2 separate regions of the Mus musculus genome follow, and region 1 is linked to region 2. A link is a contact called in public HiChIP or PLAC-seq data. All regions are on one chromosome and are shown on one strand. The core of a region is the stretch at or near the end of the contact, and the rest is flanking DNA. Distances in the headings are between cores, read along the strand shown. Region 1 overlaps 9130230L23Rik (RIKEN cDNA 9130230L23 gene). Region 2 overlaps Tbc1d1 (TBC1 domain family, member 1).

Evidence for each region. HiChIP or PLAC-seq counts read pairs in DNA pulled down with a chosen protein or histone mark.
Region 1: a FOXA1 HiChIP or PLAC-seq map of pancreatic cancer cells shows a contact between it and region 2. The contact joins two enhancer-like sites. A contact is called at or near these places in 1 of 39 promoter capture datasets (liver), 1 of 115 datasets of contacts at active chromatin or transcription factors (pancreatic cancer cells) and 2 of 9 other capture datasets (adipose tissue and liver).

What each region holds. Positions count from the first base shown.
Region 1 is chr5:65,989,107-65,993,617 of GRCm38.p6, reverse strand. 9130230L23Rik (RIKEN cDNA 9130230L23 gene) reads left to right here. Exons shown (of 7, transcript NR_027961.1): 5 at 3,194-3,332; 6 at 3,701-3,780. Among named protein-coding and RNA genes, the nearest start is that of 9130230L23Rik, 13 kb to the left of the region's middle. Within about 2 kb of position 2,272, at least 80 of the 459 cell types and tissues checked have an H3K27ac peak or open chromatin away from gene starts, as enhancers often do. A contact at or near this core is called in pancreatic cancer cells, where this site is marked.
Region 2 is chr5:64,195,094-64,199,343 of GRCm38.p6, reverse strand. The region is part of intron 2 of Tbc1d1 (TBC1 domain family, member 1); the gene reads right to left. Among named protein-coding and RNA genes, the nearest start is that of Tbc1d1, 37 kb to the right of the region's middle. Within about 2 kb of position 2,238, at least 74 of the 459 cell types and tissues checked have an H3K27ac peak or open chromatin away from gene starts, as enhancers often do. A contact at or near this core is called in pancreatic cancer cells, where this site is marked.

The sequences.
Region 1 (4,511 bases), core at 1,023-3,522, 1.8 Mb before region 2:
CAGGGGCAGAGGCAGGGGCAGGGGCAGGGGCAGGGGCAGGGGCAGGGGCAGGGGCAGGGGCAGGGGCAGGGGCAGGAGGCAAGTTGCACATCCATCCCTGACCTGCAGAAACTGTTAGAAAACACTTAGTGTTTGTCCCATTAAGCCTTTAAGGTTGGGGGGGTGGAGGTAATTTTCTATTGAGCAACACATAGCCCAGCTCCTAAAATCCCACTATGTCAACACTAAATAAGCCAGAGGTGGAGCATGCCTCTAAACCCAGATCTCAGGAAGGCTAAGGCAAGGGGATCCATAAGTTTAAGACCAGTCTTAGGTATGTAGCAAACTCAAGACCAGCTAGAGTTACACAGTAAAGATCCTGTCTCATAAAAAACAAAACAAAACAAAAAAACGAAAAAAGAAAAAAAAAACCCAGAAGGGTAAGTAATACATACATATGTGTAAGCAAAGGAGAAAAGAAAGAAAATATCTAAAATTGATAGTGATTATTCTTAGGCAGATGTGTAGCCTGTGAGTGATTAGTTTTAAGTATTTGTCATCCAACATATTGTCCTGGCTTCTTTTATTGAGACATATATCACAGTCATAAAGGTGTGTAAATGAAGAGCTGGAATATCATAACTCCAGTTTTAACATCACCACACAGGACAAGGATTAGACTGTCTGCACTGACAAGGGATTTTTTTTTAAGATAAAAAGTAGTTTATCTTTTTAAAAATATGGATGTCTGTGTGGCATGGTGGGGGATGGTACCTGGAGAGGCTGCAAGAGACATCTTGCGGACTGGAGAGATGGCTCAGCGGTTAAGAGCACTGACTGCTCTTCCGAAGGTCCTGAGTTCAAATCCCAGCAACCACATGGTGGCTTACAACCATCTGTAATGAGATCTGACACCCTCTTCTGGAGTGTCTGAAGACAGCTACAGTGTACTTACATATAATAATAAATAAATCTTTAAAAAAAAAAAGAGACATCTTGCTGTGATCGTGAGCCACCTGATATGGATGCTAAGAACTGAACTCTGGTCCTCTGGGAGAACAGGAAGTGCTCTTAACCACTGAGCCATCTCTACAGCACACCCTCCCTTGTTAATAATATGATGGCACTCAAACCTGGGGTATGTACATATTAATCAGACTTCACATTGAACTATATCCTTGGCCCCAAGAGATTGTTTTTTAGATTTATTTATTTATTTAACTTACTTATGTGAGTACACTATGGCTCTCCTCAGACACACCAGAAGAGGGCATTGGATCTCATTACAGATGGTTGTGAGCCACCATGTGGTTGCTGGGAATTGAACTCAGGACCCCTGGAAGAGCAGCCAGTGCTCTTAACCAATGAACCACCTCACCAACCCTTCCCTTTATTTTTATTGTAGTAAAATATACATACCCTAAAATTAATTTTTGGGGGTTTTGGGCTGGCCTGAAATTCAGAATAGTCCTCCTGCCCCAGCTTCCCCTGTGCTGGAATTACAAGCATGACGTGAGGATAACATTTCAACTGTCATTTGGTTTTGGGGTGTGTGTGTCTGTGTGTTGTGTGTGGTGTGGTGTGGTGTGTGTGGGTGTTGTGTGTGTGTGTGTTGTGTGTGGTGGTGTGTGTGTCTGTGTGGTGTGGTGTGTGTGGGTGTTGTGTGTGTGTGTTGTGTGTGGTGGTGTGTGTGTCTGTGTGGTGTGGTGTGTGTGTGGGGGAGTGTTGTGTGTGTGTATGGTGTGTGGTGGTGTGTGTGTCTGTGTGGTGTGTGTAGTGTGGTGTGGTGTGGTGTGTGTGTGTGTGTGTGTGTGTGTGTGTGTGTGTTTGTGTGTATGTGGTGCTGTGTGTGTGGTGTGGTGTGGTGTGTGTGTGTGTGTGTGTGTGTGTGTGTGGTGTGGTGTGTGTGTGTGTGTGTGTGTGTGTGTGTGTGTGTGTGTGTGTGTGTGGTGTGGTGTGTGTGTGTGTGTGTGTGTGTGTGTGTGTATGGTGTGTATGTGTTACCTGTGGTTCTAGAGGAGGAGACCAGAAATCAGTGCTGAGTGAGTTCCTCAGTTGCTCTTTGCCCTTGATTGGGAACCTAGAGATGGAGCTGAGAGTTCTACATCTTGATCCACAGAAGCAGGAGGCTGTGTTCCTTACTGGGTGTAGCTTGAGTAGGCATGACCTCAAAGCCCGCCCCCACAGTAACACACTTCCTCCAATAAGGCCACACCTCCTAATAGTGCCACTCCCTATGGTCCAATCATTTGAACATGAGTCTAAGGGAACCATTTCGGTTCAAACCACCACACCCTGTATCAAGGGTCTATGACTAAGCACAGACAACCAAGCTAGGAGAGGTGGTTTCCATTTATAACCAAGCATTTATAAGAGGGGAGCTGAGAGTAAGGAAGTCAGTCAGGTTCACAGTGGGGAGAAAGGCTGAGCTTGCCAAGGCTGGATTCTTTGTTTGTTTGTTTGTTTGTTTGTTTCTGAGACAGGGTTTCTCTATGTAGCCCAGGCTGGCCTGGAACTCAGAAATCTGCCTACTTCTGCCTCCCAGGTGCTGGGATTAAAGGCATGCACCACCACTGCCCAGCCAAAGCTGGATTCTTAGCTCCAAAACCTCTGTCATTTGCACGACCAACTGTCTGACATCTCAAGCGCTTTGCCCAACCTGAGGCTAGGTGCTTTTTCAAATCTCTGATCAGTAAGTATTTGTTTATTTGGTGGGTGCAAAAATAGATTTTTTTTTTTTAGACAGTCTCTATGTGGTGTTGGCTAACCTCAACCTTAAAAGGTAAGGAAACTTTCTGCCTCAGTTTCCCCAGAGCTGGGATTATAGGCATGCGGCACCATGCCTAGCTTGATGAATTTTCTACTGCTAAAATGACACATCACCCACATACCTACTCCTGTACAAAATGAGAATGAATCCCCAGAATTACACACAGGTCAACATTTCAACCTCTGCAACAGTGTCTTTCTTCTTATTTTTGTCTCTTTTAACTAGAGTGTTTGATCATTCAAAGTCATCCCAGGCAATAATGTGTGCCATTTCAAAGCCCCCTTCAACCTTTGTTAAGTTTGCTTTGTTCTTTCTATTCAAATTTCTGTGTGTTTCTTTGAATTTACAAACTCCGTTTTTCTCCCTTTTAAACCCTCTTACAAATTTCAAACCTGAGACTTTCTGGAGGAAGCCTAAGAAAGAATTTACGTTTGTGCCTCTCAGCCTACCCCAGGAACCAACCTGCTGTTACTCCTGGTTGATTGATCCCAGAGCTGATGGTCAGGCCCATGACTGGACTTCTTGTACCATACATGAACCCAGAGAAGACTTCTGCTTCTCACTCAAAGTTGTATCTACTGTGGTAAGACAGGAAAAAATGTTCTGCTTGCATTGTGACATGAAGAGCCGTGGGCAGTTCCTCTGCTGTTTGCCTCTTTCCCAATGTGGTCAGCCAATGTGTATCTCCCATGCCCGATATTGTCCAGAAACAGGGAGAGCAGCAGTCGGGTAAGGGAGAATACAGTCTCCATCAGCCCCAGTGATGCTAAGGTAAGGAAGGGCAGCCCAGACCTTTGGCACTGATTGGCCTAGAAGTGTATGTGATCCAGCTGAAGAGATATAAAAAGAATACCGATGAAGTTTCTTGGACAAATTTTGTTTCTTGTTTAAAGTAGGAAGCATTTATATGTATGCTTCTTCATATAACTTTTTTTTTTTTTTTCTAAACAGGGAGGGTCTCACGATGTAGTCCAGACTGACCTCCGGCTTACGAAGCTCCTGCCTCCACTTCCGGTGTGTTGCAATTACAGGTGTGTACTTATTTATGGCCTTTTTAATGACAAGCGTCAGAACTCAGTTCTCACCTTTCACCCCACCTGGCAGGCTTGCACTGTTGTTTCTCTGTGGCTGTGCGTCCTCCTCCAGGAGAGCTGGCCCTCGGGTTTCCAGATGATTCCCTCGTCTCCATCTCCCAGGTCACTGTAGGAGTCCTGGGGTTACAGCTGCCACCAACACAAGTGGCTTGCTATATGGTCTGGGCCTTGAACTTGGGTTCATGTAGCTAGGATGAGTCATCTCCTAGGCCCACATTTTTTTTTTAAATAGGACTTACAGAATATTTCTAATTACTGAATAATTCCCTTTAAGAATATTGAGCCAAATATTAGGCTGGTTCTTGAAGAAAGACAGAACTCCTGGGCTTCTGTAGCCTTGACACCATAACTGTTGCCCAACCAGGAATTAGATTGTTCAGCATCCACTTCAGGGGGGTTAAGGAGACCATCTGGTTCGGGGTGTAGACCATCTCTCTTGTTGGGCCTTGACCCAGTATTCTGATGGGAGAATCTTGACTGCAACCTGTTCTGTAGCCATATTGGTTTGAAGGTTCAGATATGCTTGTGGTTTAAATTACTTCCTTCTAAGCCAGACATTAAAAATTCAACACAGACAGCCAAAACAGCTCAGTTGAGAAAGAATTTGATTGAAGAATTCAATCAAATGGGTGTGGTGGCACACACCATTAATCACACCTGCACTCAGG
Region 2 (4,250 bases), core at 989-3,488:
CAGCCATTTTATTCCCAAGTAAAAACACCAGAGCGCTCGCTTCATATACAAAGGGCAAGCATACCGTAACTGCTACGTCTAGCCCTGTATGACTCAAGAGATAATTCTTATCCAAGAAGCATCTAATAGACATGTGGATGAACTGTTACCAACGTATCATAATGGTTCTTTTTAGAATGGAATAGGACTAGGAATTGTGGACTCAACATTTCCTAATTTTTATGCCCGTCTGAGTTGATGGAAATCTTTATTCTAAGCAGTCCCCATAGTTCAAGTTTGTGAGGTCATTCAGTCTTAAATGGCTGTTCTAAAACAGGTGGAGGCCTGCCCGGTCCATTGATAAGTGCGAGGACTCACTTTCAGCAGCTCTCTAGCCACAGATGGATGCCTGAACTCATCTCACCCATCAGATATTCCTGTCTGAGGCTGCTACTCTCCCAGGGTAATGTCAAGTCACAGGGTTAATGAGAGCTGAAACACAAGAAGGGCCATGGAGCTGTAGCTAATGCCCAGCAGCTGCAGTGCCAGGGCAGCGGTGTCTGATAGCAAAGCCAGGGTGGTGCCCTTGCCAGGGTATCCCTGTGATGTAACCACGTCTGTGGTTTCTCCTGCCTGATGCCGACCCTTCATGGCTTGGTCAGACCGGCTTTGCACACGTCATGGTGACTCTGTGAAAAACCCTAGGATTCTTCTAAATGATTCTCTTTTCTACCTTTGTTGGTTAGTGTTGGTTTTTGGAGCTAAAGAATTTTTACATACAATTTGTTCATTCATTCATTCATTCATTCACTCATACAAGGAAGTTATGTGTTAACTGTTATGTGTTAAGGACAGTTCTAAGTGTGTGGGTCATTCAGGGAGCAAGATGGAAATCCCTCTCTTGAAGATTACAGTCTACTGAAGCCTATGATTTTCCTTGCAAATTTATGCAAGAGAGGCTTTCTGGGAAAGTGGCATGCAAGCTTAGAAATGGCAAGTTAAGTTAAAGGTAGCCAAACAGGGAGGGTACTGAGCGGTCTAGGTCACAGGAACAAAGGGAATCTGGGATGCTCTAGAACTAAGAGAGGCCATGGAATGTTATAGACTAGAGAAAGAGGATGACGTGGGCCTAGGATAAGGGGATATGAGATGTAAGCAACTGGGAGAGGTAGGGCAACTGGCAAAATGAGACTCAGAAGGCCGAGAAAATCTTACTAAGTCTCCATGGCTTGTTCTCTGAAGGGCAGAGCTATGCTAGACCATAAGTGGAGAGGGCAGCAGAAGGGCACATCACCAGATCTGCGGCAATGATGGTCATGCCTGGAGCTGGCTGCCTTAGACCTGGGGAAGACAAGGGTGGAAATGTGGAGACTGTTAAGGAACTTGCCCAAAAAGTCTAGATAAGAAATACAGTGTTGGGAGCTGGAGAGAGGGATCCGGGGGTTAAGAGCATTGACTGCTCTTCCAGGAGACCAGGGTTCAATTTCTAGCACCCATGTGGCAGTTTACAACTGTCTGTAACTCTAGTTCCAGGGGACCTAACACCTCCACATAGACATATGTGCAGATAAAACACTAATGTTCAAAAAATAAAAAATTAAACTAAATTAAAAAAAAAAAGAAATACAGTGTGGGGTTAGAGTGAAGTAAGGGAACTTTCCCAGTCTTTTCTTCTGCACTATAGCAGAGGTCACAACAGAACATAAGAGAGAGGCAGCTTGGGGCCTCAGAACAAAGACTCTTGGCTATCGTCAACTCAGAGCACACAGGCCCCGGAGCAGCAACTAGAGGATCCTTGTGCTAACCACTGAGCTTCGGGGTTCATTTATTTCTGCGGCACAGTTGAGTCTATATGAGGATGAGAGGGAGAAATGTCCATGTGACAGGACCCTGGGGAAGTAGCACAGGTGACCCCCTCTTACCCTGAACTCCTCCCCACAGAAACTGCAAGTTACCCTGGGTCAGACTGCCCTCTGCTCGCCAGGTTCTGTCCTACAGAAAGGAAACCCGTCTTCTGCGCCCTCGTCTCCCTTTTCTTGATACAGACTTCCTGACCAGTTAGCAAGCAAAGAAAACATTCCTCTTCCCCCGTCCCTCTCTGCCCCGCCCTGCTGTGGCCTTTGGCTTTCTCTCTCTCTCTCTCTCTCTCTCTCTCTAGTTTCCACTCTGGTTCTTGGACACAGCTCTGGCTAGCCTTGTTCTCAGTCCTGACCTATCCCTGTGACAGGCAGCCTGGACTAGCCTCTGAACATCCTACACTAGTGTCGTCCAAACCCATCCTGACTCATCCTGTATGTCTGACCTTGCTCCTGGACAGACAGCTGCCTAGCCAGCTGACATTTCTAGATTCCAGCAGTCTGGATTCTCATCTAACCACAGGCCAGCCCTGCAGCCCCAGTACACAGAACCACAACGCATGGTGTACCCACAGCCGACATTGCCTGTCCAGTGGTTCTATCCATTGGATCCAGAGGTCAAAACCAACTGGTCTTCTGAGTGTCTTCATTTACACAGAACACATGCAGTACAGGGGGCCTTGCTGGCTTTCAGTATGCTCTGTGTGCCCCACTTGCCAGGCTTCTGAGACATTTTTGGCCCTGCGTCAAAGATCAGGACTGGTCATGTGTGGTCTGTTGAAACATAGTTTTTCAAGACTAATAAGCCTACACAGAAACTCAAAGTCAAATAATAAATTGTGTCTAAAGAGCTGGAGAGATGGCTCAACAGTTAAGAGTACATACTCTTCCTCCAGAGGTCAAGGGTTCAGTACCAAGTACCCATGTTAGGTTGGGTGACTCACAACTGCCAGTAACTCTAGCTGGGCAGGGTGGGGTAGGGTAGGGATCTGATGCCCTTTTCTGGCCTCTGAAAGTACACACATACATAAATAATAAATAACTAAACAGGTTAAAAGAAAATCCCTCAAAAGACTATGACATGTCTCTTGGCTTAGACCCAGTTCTCAGAGACTTGGCAGACCTCACAGACAAGCCACCCCAGTGAAGCATGGTAAGGCAGCCTCCCATGGTGTAATCCACACAGATGCCAAGATCATGCCAATCTTGTCTTCAGAGTGCTCACCATTCACCATGCTGGGCATGGTCACAGCTTGCTGGATGTAGGGCAGATGCCAAATACTCAGCACAGATCTTCTCTTTTGTCCTTATAGTCTATCTAATGGAATCTGTGGTGCCCTCAGTTTACTGATGGTTAAACTTACATTTTAAATGTCTTTCTAGCTGCCAAGGAACACAGCCACAGCAAGAAAGATCTGTGGGTTTTTTAGGCATCGTGGCAAGGTCTGGAATCCCAGAAGGTAGGAGGGGGAACAGGAAGATATGGAGTTCAAAGTTACCCTTACTATACAACAAGGTCAAGGATAGCCAGAGTTACAAGAGTCCTTGTCTTACATAAACACACCACACACACACATACACCACACACACAAACACACACCACACACATACACACACACACTCCACATACACACAAGCACACACAAACACACACACACACCACACATACAAACACACACCACACACACCCATACTCCACATACACACAAGCACAAACACACACATACACATATGCCACACACACAAACACACACCACACACCCCCACAACACACTCCACACACACACACAAATACACACCCCCACACACAAACACATACACACACATACTCCACACAAACACATACACACATACTCCACACACACAAATACACACACACTCCACACACACATCCCCACACATACACACCACACACAAACACACACCACACACATCCACACACACACACACACACACACACACACACACACACACACACACATCAAGGGCTGGGGAGATGGCTTGGCATCTATAGACTCTTGTCCCCAAGCCTGAGAACCTAAGCTTGATCCCCAGGCCACATAGTAGGAAGAGAGAACAGACTCAGGTGAAGCTGTCCTCTGACCTCCACACTCACTATGGCTGCTGAGATCCCCCAACACAAACAAATAAATAAAAAATCTAGGTTTGTCCAGCTCCAGAGTCTACACAGACACACACACACACACACAGACACACACACAGACAGACACACACATACATTTTACCATTTTGCTCTTTATGTATGTTTATATAGGAAAACATGTACACAATATCTGTATATATATATGAATATGAAGATTGTATATATGTATATTTATATGTGTGTGTTTATAAATATATATGTATTGTGTGTGTGTATATATATATATATAAGCACAATATGTGTATATTTGT